2 separate regions of the Sus scrofa genome follow, and region 1 is linked to region 2. The links are chromatin contacts, called in public Hi-C maps. All regions are on one chromosome and are shown on one strand. The core of a region is the stretch at or near the end of the contact, and the rest is flanking DNA. Distances in the headings are between cores, read along the strand shown. Region 1 overlaps LOC100511937 (phosphatidylinositol 3-kinase regulatory subunit gamma). Region 2 has its middle 5.4 kb from the start of TSPAN1.

What was found. Hi-C and Micro-C count contacts between places; a contact is called where the count stands out from the background.
Region 1: a contact with region 2 is called in a Hi-C map of omental adipose tissue, with 2.1 times the contacts expected there. The contact joins two enhancer-like sites. A contact is called at or near these places in 1 of 5 promoter capture datasets (liver), 35 of 47 Hi-C or Micro-C datasets (adipocytes, adipose tissue, alveolar macrophages and 18 more) and 2 of 2 datasets of contacts at active chromatin or transcription factors (alveolar macrophages and skeletal muscle).

What each region holds. Positions count from the first base shown.
Region 1 is chr6:165,399,399-165,403,579 of Sscrofa11.1, reverse strand. LOC100511937 (phosphatidylinositol 3-kinase regulatory subunit gamma) reads right to left here. Exons shown (of 10, transcript XM_013999442.2): 10 at 912-4,181. Among named protein-coding and RNA genes, the nearest start is that of TSPAN1, 170 kb to the right of the region's middle. Within about 2 kb of position 1,684, at least 4 of the 83 cell types and tissues checked have an H3K27ac peak or open chromatin away from gene starts, as enhancers often do. A contact at or near this core is called in omental adipose tissue, where this site is marked.
Region 2 is chr6:165,232,900-165,236,868 of Sscrofa11.1, reverse strand. No RefSeq gene overlaps it. Among named protein-coding and RNA genes, the nearest start is that of TSPAN1, 5.4 kb to the right of the region's middle. Within about 2 kb of position 1,663, at least 51 of the 83 cell types and tissues checked have an H3K27ac peak or open chromatin away from gene starts, as enhancers often do. A contact at or near this core is called in omental adipose tissue, where this site is marked.

The sequences.
Region 1 (4,181 bases), core at 435-2,934, 170 kb before region 2:
TTGAGTGTCCCGTGCTGAGTGGGAAAAAGCTCCTGGGTTGGGGGAAATCATTCCTGGTTCCCAGCAGTGGCCCTGGGGACGCCATGGAGCTAAGAGTGGTGGGGAGGAGGATGGAGGCGAGGCCATCTAAACTACAGATTATTGGCGTTCCGATGTGGCTCAGTGGTTAACGAACCCAACGAGCATCCATGAGGACGAGGGTTTGATCCCTGGCCTCGCTCAGTGGGTTAAAGGATCTGGGGTTGCCCTGAGCTGTGGTGTAGGTCGCAGACACGGCTTGGATCTGATGTGGCTGTGGCTGTGGCGTTGGCCGACAGCTGTAGCTCTGATTTGACCCCTGGCCTGAGAACCTCCATATGCCGCAGGTGCCACCCTAAAAAGACAAAATACATTATGTATTACTGCCCTACGGTCTGATTTGTAATTCATCACACATGGGTGGGGCCTGAGTGACAAGGATGAGAACTGCAGGGCCCTGTGTCCACAGAGGTGGTCCCATTTTTGCTATGTTCTCAACGGTTTTGTGGCAGGACGAGAGGGCCTGGGGCCACAGGAGGATGGACTCAGAGCGAGCCCGCGTCCCCTACGCCCTCGCTAGAACGTGCAAACATTTCTGGGCAGAAAGGTGTGACGAGAGGCAAGTGACTGGCTGTCTGGTGGGAACAGGGTGAGGAGGAAAGGGAGGGCTCTCAGAGTTAGTTCTGTGCGTCTCCCCGCGTCCCGTGTTGGTCGACAAGATTCTGGCATCACGGCTGATGGAGCGGACGTCCTCTCCAGAGAAGAAGCGTGCCTCGGGTGGCCTCGCTGCAGCTCGTCAAGGAGAAGGTCTGCAAGTTTCAGGGCTGGAAAAACACCCCGGGCCTCTTCCTTGCCCCCCCCCCCACCCGCCCCAGCATGAGGACAAAGAGGCGCTTTATTGCAATGTCTTTATTGCGCTATTGGAGCAAGTTGACCAGACTGTCCCCTCCTGGGGAAGGTAAAAACAAAAAGACCGAAACGTTTATCTCCCTCACCTTCCCCCTCCCTTCCCCACAACTGCACAGCAATGTCTGAACACATCTGGTGACAAGAACAATTCGCAAAAGTGGTCTAGGAACTACATTATGAACTGTCCCAACACAAGACATAGAGTTGGCTTCCTTGTGAATCAGATATTGTTACGTAACTACATGAATTTTTTTGACTACATCAAAGACAACAGAAGAAGAGGTTTTTCACGAGTAACAACAGGGCACCAAAGTCACATGCTGGAATTGGTAAGGGAACAAGGTTGGTTGTCACAAGTGGCTGGAGCTCGAGCAAGGCTGAGCAGTTGACAGCAGAGACCCTCTGGACCCTCTGCTTTGAGGCCACTGAGGCACAGAGACCTACTAAGGAGTCTTAACTGGCAACAGAGACCACCTCGAGGAACCAGGACTTGCCCAGATGATATTTGGCTCAAGGGGACCCATGAGGCTAGTTTCTTGCTGCAGGGAGAGGAGACCCATGGAAGACACCACACTGGCTCTCAAAGCTTCTTCAAAGCACATGAGGTCCCATCCAGGCGTGGAGACAGGGTAGGGCAAGATACTAGGAAGTGCACAACCTTGGCCAAATCAGTGGTGAGGATAAAGCTAGCCTGTACAGGCCTGAGCCATGGCCAAGGTTCAGTTAGCATCCGTGGCCAGATGGAGACAGCACTGTTCTGTGATGAAAGCTCCACCTAGGAAAGATGGGTGGAGGACCAGGGTCCAGCCAGCCCCACGCTGCTGCCCCACTGGTGGCCAGCTTTTCTAGCCAGGAAAACAATAAGCCCCTCTGGTTGTGGTCTGTCGCTACTCTGCCTCAGGGAGGCTACAGTTCAGATGCCAAGAGAGAAGCCCAGGGCCCAGAGGGTGGGACAGGACAGAGGGGATCCCGAGGAAGGAGGCCAGGGTCTGTGCCAAGACCATGGAGCAAAGGGGATGCACAGGACCCTCCACGTAGTTACCAGACTGGTCCCGATACCATCTCCACAGGCTCGAGATCAAGCAAATACTTGCCAAATTCTCCAAATGTCTCTAGGTCTTAGTTCCCACAAAGCAACGAACTCCAGAACGAACAAGGAGAGAAGAGCATGAAGGAACGTGGGGCTTGGGAAGAGCAGCCCTGCCCCATGAGCCCGCCAAGTGCAGACAGTGGATGGTGCTCGCCCGCTCTCTGCACACCCTAACGCCCGCCAGACAAGGAGCAGAACACAGTCTGATGTCAGAGGCATGTATCCTCAGCCTTGTTTCCATTTCTTGTAAGAGACATTTGGAACACCGAGTTTTAGAACCAGACGAAGGGATTCCCTGCGCCCAATCCCGAGCAGCTTGCTGCTCAAGTGGGTTCGACCCCAGGCGCAAAGCCATCCAGGCACGCCTGGTAGCAGTCAGTCTGGCATTACTCAGTAAAACCAGCAAGATTTCAATCCGGCAATTTGGGGAAGAATGTCCAGCTGGCTCTCGGTTAAGAGCTTAGGTCAGAACAGTGACCCTGGAGCGGGTTTCATTTATCTGCCTCACCCAATCCTGAAGTTGCGACATAACCAAGGAGAAGCCAAAGATATGCCCCCTTCTTATCCTGTTAGTAACTCGGGAGGTTTTTCCTCAGATTTTTCATCTATGTCTATTTCTATGTCACGGTCCATTCTAGACCCCCTCACCAAGATAAGTGCTCGGGGAAAGCAAAATACTGTCTTTCATCCCCCGAACTAGAGCTTTCCTAGCTGTAACTCTTACGCTCCAAGACTCAAGACGGTGGCTTCTCTAGCAGCCGGGATACCTGACTGCACAGCTTTGGGCTCGCACCACTCACTCACCTGGGGCCTGTTACGGCTCTAGGATTGGCTCGGAGGCAACTGGATTGTATCTGTCAAGTGAGTGTGGACAGACGGCGGTGGGCGCAGTGGAGGCAGGCGTGACTGATGCCCAGCTTTGCTCCGCCGGAAGATCTCACCCACACGGAGTGGAAGATTCCTGGCCTATAATCGGGGCCACTGACGCCTAAGGACGGCCTGCACATTGTCTTAATGGCAAGATGACACCAAAAAAAAAAAAAAAGACAGAGAAAAGCGTCCAGACGGCTTTGACTAAGAGCCTAATTTCCAATCCATCCTTTCCTTTCCTTGCGGAAGCCTCAGAAGCCAGTGTATGGAAGCACAGGGGTGATGTGGTACAACCCTCACCCTTGACACTAGAGCCTCTGGGTCTGCGATTTACTGAAGTCCCTGAACCCACTTTACTGGCTCCCTTTCAGCTACAGCCCTGGCCACCTGTGGCTCCCCAGGGCCCCACCCAGCAGAGGACAGGAGATGAAGGGACAGCAAACCATGGTGACTATTCTGCAGGGCCTTTAACCTCGGGGAAGCACACGGAAGCGTGCTGTCCAGCGTCACTGTTTGGTATCTCGAGCATCTAAAACACCGGATCACACCTTTTCTTTACTCATACAAACAAGGAACAAGGGTTTCGAAGGACAGATTATTCTTTAGGCTAAGGAAACACCACACAAGCACCAACTTCATTTTATGATTCAAAGCTCACCAGCCCACACAAAGAACACCATTCCTCATCTCTGAGAAACAAGGGCAAGGCAAGAGGAGGTACACTGACCAATGTCCGAGTTTGCTGAAACGAACAAGTTCGAGGCTTCCTCTGATTTTCAGGTTTGGGACAGACATGTGCATTCAGATACGAGGGCCGCTTTTTTCCATCAGAACTTCGTCTGGCAACAATCACTGTTCTGCTGAAATCAATTTGGTTTCTAAACAGAATGCTTCTTTAGAAGGAGGAGCGATGAGATGCTGATGCCTAAACTATGTTGGTTAAGAAATAAAGTACCTTCGGGTGAGAGCTTTTTACCCCTTGACTACGAGTCTTTAAATGAAATCCCAAGCCTCCCCATTTTCCTTTGGTTGTGTTTTTCACCAAGTGCCATTCCACTACAGAACCAAAACCGCCCTCTTTTGTGGAGGAAGTTAGGAAAGACTGCCAGGTCAGAAGAGACCCCCAACAGAGCCCTGCCCCGCCACACCCTCCCAGGGACATGGCCTCTCACAAGAGGACAGCGACGTGCCAGAGGCTTCCAGATACAACCCCCCACGCTCACCAGGCCTAACGTGTCCTGTTGAGAGAAGCTGGCTAAACAAAACAAAAACCCCAAAGAAATATTCTTTCCAA
Region 2 (3,969 bases), core at 414-2,913:
AAGGGACAGAGGGGGAGGGTTAGGCGCTGGGCAGGGAGCCAGTGGAGGAGATAGAGGAAATTCCCTAGGGAGCCCTACCGCTTTCCCTGAAGGTGAGCAAGGAACAGAGGCCGGAAGTGGGGGTGTGGGGGAGGGCACTGGGAAGGGTGGGGTGACTGGTAGTGCATTGTGGGTCTGGAGCAGGGGCTTCCGGCCATTGATCCATTGGTGACAAGGGACCTCCAGCCTGGCGCCCTAGGGCCGTGTGGTCCGCTCCTACCCATTGGCTGTATGTTCCTGTGCCTGAATCAGGCTCCCAAGAAAACAGGAGAGCAGGCTTGGGGGTGGGGAACCTGATCCTCCAGAGCCCCATCTCCAGAGGGCCCACGGAGGCCGGGAAAGGGGCAGGACTTTCTAAGGCTCACACAGGGGTTCGGAGCAGAACAAGGACTGAAATTCTGGGCTCCTTCGGCCCAGAGCTATTCGGCCCCACACTGTCCAAAGGACCCCAGTCTTATAAAAGGCTCCCTCTATGAGACCATTTAGCCAGATTCTCTGCTAGAGGATGGGCCCGCCCCTAGGCTGCCTCCCAGGCGCAGTCTGGACCACTCCTCCAGCCCTGCGGCTTGGCTGAAGCTGCCAGACCCGATTTTCCAGTGGTTGCCCAGGCTGGGTAGAGCGGGAAGGCCTCCTCCAGGCAGGAAGCCCTCAGTCCCTGTCCCCCTCCCCCTCCTCCACCTGCTGACCTCACCCTCTGCTCCTTTACCCCGGCGCCAGCACCATTTCCTCATTCCATCTTCCTGCCATCTCCCTGGGCTGCTCCCTGGGCTGCATTGGGAGGTGTGGCCCAGCACCGCCCCTCTCTGGTCCTCAGGTTTCTCATCCATAGATGAGAAACACCTGCCCGCCTCCTAGGGCTCAACTGTGGGCAAGCTCCAGAGAAAAGGGAGAGGCAAATGGCAATGGACCACCCCTTGGAGGGTGGGTCGGTGCGGTGCCGGGAGCACGGCTGTGGGTGTGAGAAGGACACACACCTCTGTGGAGTTCTGGGGGTGTGGTTGTTGGGGTGAGAGGTGCAGAGGTAAAGGGACCATGTCCCTTTGGTTTCCTCAGGTCACCTCGATGGGAGACGGACAGAGACCCACATTCCAGATTAAGACCCCTCGTCACCAACGTGCAGAGCCCTCGCCGCCATCCCGGGCCCTGCCGGCGTGTTCTGTTGAAGCTCTGTCTCCCACTGAGCTGCAGCTCCCACCAGGAAGAACTCCCACTGCCTTGCTCACAGCTCTATCTCCAGAACTTGGCATCCTCCCTGGCACATAGCAGGCACCACTGACAGACACACAGTTACAGATTGCAAAGCAGAAGGAGGCGCCCCCGAGGGCCTGGAGACCAGCCAGGTCAGCTCACCTAACACAGGCCCCTTCTCTGGGCTGCCATTCGGCCCAAGCCGCCTCCTCTGGCCGGGGTGCCCAGGGTTCCCAGCCTCCAGGGAGCTCTGGCTGGGGGTGGGAGAGAGTGAACTGTATTCTCGGTCATCCAGGGGGACACCTAGACTGGGGTGGTGGGTGCCCACTGGCTGTACCAGCCTCTGAGAGCCCGAAGGGGGAGGAGAGCTGGGAACCTGGAAGGGGAGGGGCAGTGAAGGGCCCTCATTGCAGAGGGAGCTAAAAATAGCCAGAAGCGGTGATGTCATTGAGTTCCCACAGCTCAGCAACCCCTCAGTCACACAGACACACACGCACAGACCCAGATACACAGAGACACAAGTGTGGGCATGCATACACACACAACACACACACACACACACTCACACACAGGGGAGGGAGGCTTCTGGGTCCCAGGGCCGCAGGGGCTGGGAAGGCTGGTGAGTGTGTTTGCATGTGTGTGTGTCTGTGTGTGCCTGGGTTTGCATGAGTATGATTGCATGTGTCTGTCTATATGCCTGTGTGCTGTATCTAGGTGCATGTATGTTTGTGTCTGTGTGTGTTCATTGGTAGGCATGTGTGTATGTTGTTACATGTGTCGTGTGGGGAGGTTTGGGTGCTTTTGTGTAGGTGTGTGAATCTGTTTATAGGCAGGTACTTATAGGCAGGTATGTATTGTTTTACTATGTATCTGTGAGTCCTGTTACACTTTCATGTCTGCAAGTGCTCCTGAACTGTGTCATGTGTCTTTGTATGTGTGGGCCCCCGTGTGGGCCTGGGGGACTAGCCTAGCCAGCTTCCAGGTCTGATGGAGGTTCAGCGCCCCCCCCTAAACCTCATCCTCCACCCAGGCTGTCTGCTCCCCTCCTGCCCTCAGGGTCCCAGGCTCCGGCAGGCCTTGGAGTGAATGAGCAGACAGAATGCATTTGTTCCTCACCGTCTTCTGGGACCCCAGGAGGCCAGGCCGAACGTCTCAGGAGTCCCTCCCACACTCAGCCCTCAAGGAAGGGAGCCCTAGAGCTGGAGCCACATGGTGGACCCTCGGGACACACACCACATCAGGCATCAAGTGACACATTAGAGACAGAGCCTCTCCCGAGGTTTCCTGCCCCGAGACACAACTCCATGGAGACACACCCCACAGAAACCCAGTGACACCCATGACACGTGGGCGCACACGCCGAAATCCAAACGGAAAATCCCCAGGCTGCGGGCTTCACACCCGCCCCCTTTCTGGGCTCCAGCTCGGCCGTCCCCGCCCCCAAATGCCCGGCTCAGCTCTTAGTCCTGGAAAATACCAGCCTCCCAGAAGGGCTGGGGGGCTGAAGGGAACCCTCTCGGAAGCGAGCCCTGTCCTCCTCCAGGCGCCCCCCCTCATCCCTCCCTTGACCTTCATTCTTCCTGGAGGAGCCGATGCCTGCCTCTGTCTGGCCCACTCGCCCCCTCCCAAACACACCTTGACACACTCAGTGGGCCACAGAGGCACCTTTGTTGCGAAAGCACACTCAGCCTTGTGTCTGCTTAGACCCCCCACTCTCCTGGTCTCCCACACACTGACCACGCCAGGCACACGAAGCCACATAGACCTCACGCGCCGGCACTCGTGGGTTACACCGGAGCCCTGAGATCTGGTTGGATCAGATCTCTACCTCCCTCCCCAGGGACCTGGCTCCCTACACCTTCTGAGGTGTCTCGGGAGGAGCCCCTTTTCCCTGTGCGGATGCGAGTGAAGGCAGGAAGGTCCCCACCTCATAGGGCAGATCAAAAGCTGAGACCCAGGACGGAGAGGGGGTGTGCACTGCCGACCTTGTTCTGTCCTTGCACTGTCTTCCCGTCATGCGTCATGCCTGCTGCTGTCGCGAAAGCCTGACCCGGGAGCATTCGGCCCCAGCCCTGCCCTCACGACCCGCGTAGTCAGCTGGGACACCCCGGAGCAGAGTAAGGCGACTGAAGCAGAAATGACTGTATTTGCCTGCTGTTCACCACCCACGGCCCAGCGGAGGTGCAGGTCCGGAGCCGGCCAAGCTTCTGGACTTGTTTCTGGGCATTTCTAGATGATCAGAAAGCTGCCAGGCGGACAAAGGTGTCGGAGAACTGAGGAGAGGAAGGAGAGGGAAGAGGGTGAGAAAGGCAGCAGTTCTGGAAGTTCCACTGCTCTTAAATGCACCCGTTTCCCCAAACCCTCCACTTCCAGCCGATACATCCTGTATTAAGGCTCTCAGACCTCAGATGTCGGGATGCCTGCCACCAGGATGCCACCATGCCTTTGGGGTATGTCCCCTGGAGGGCCTGTGCAGGGCCAAGGTGGGGGAAGGTTCAGCGGCCCTGTTCCCCACCCCGGCCCTCCCCCACCCCGTCTCAGGGCCCTCGGCTAACCTTGCGGTGGAAGGATCCACACCCTGGTGGTGGCAGTGTGGCCGGTGTTGATGTCCGTGGCCACGGGAGCAAGATGGGGGGCTGCCGTGGTGGCATCTGGGCCTTGGGGTTCTGCCGGTACCGTCTGCGGCTGCACTTGAACATCCTGGGAAACCGGGGCCGAGGCCAGCCGATACCTGGCCTGCGG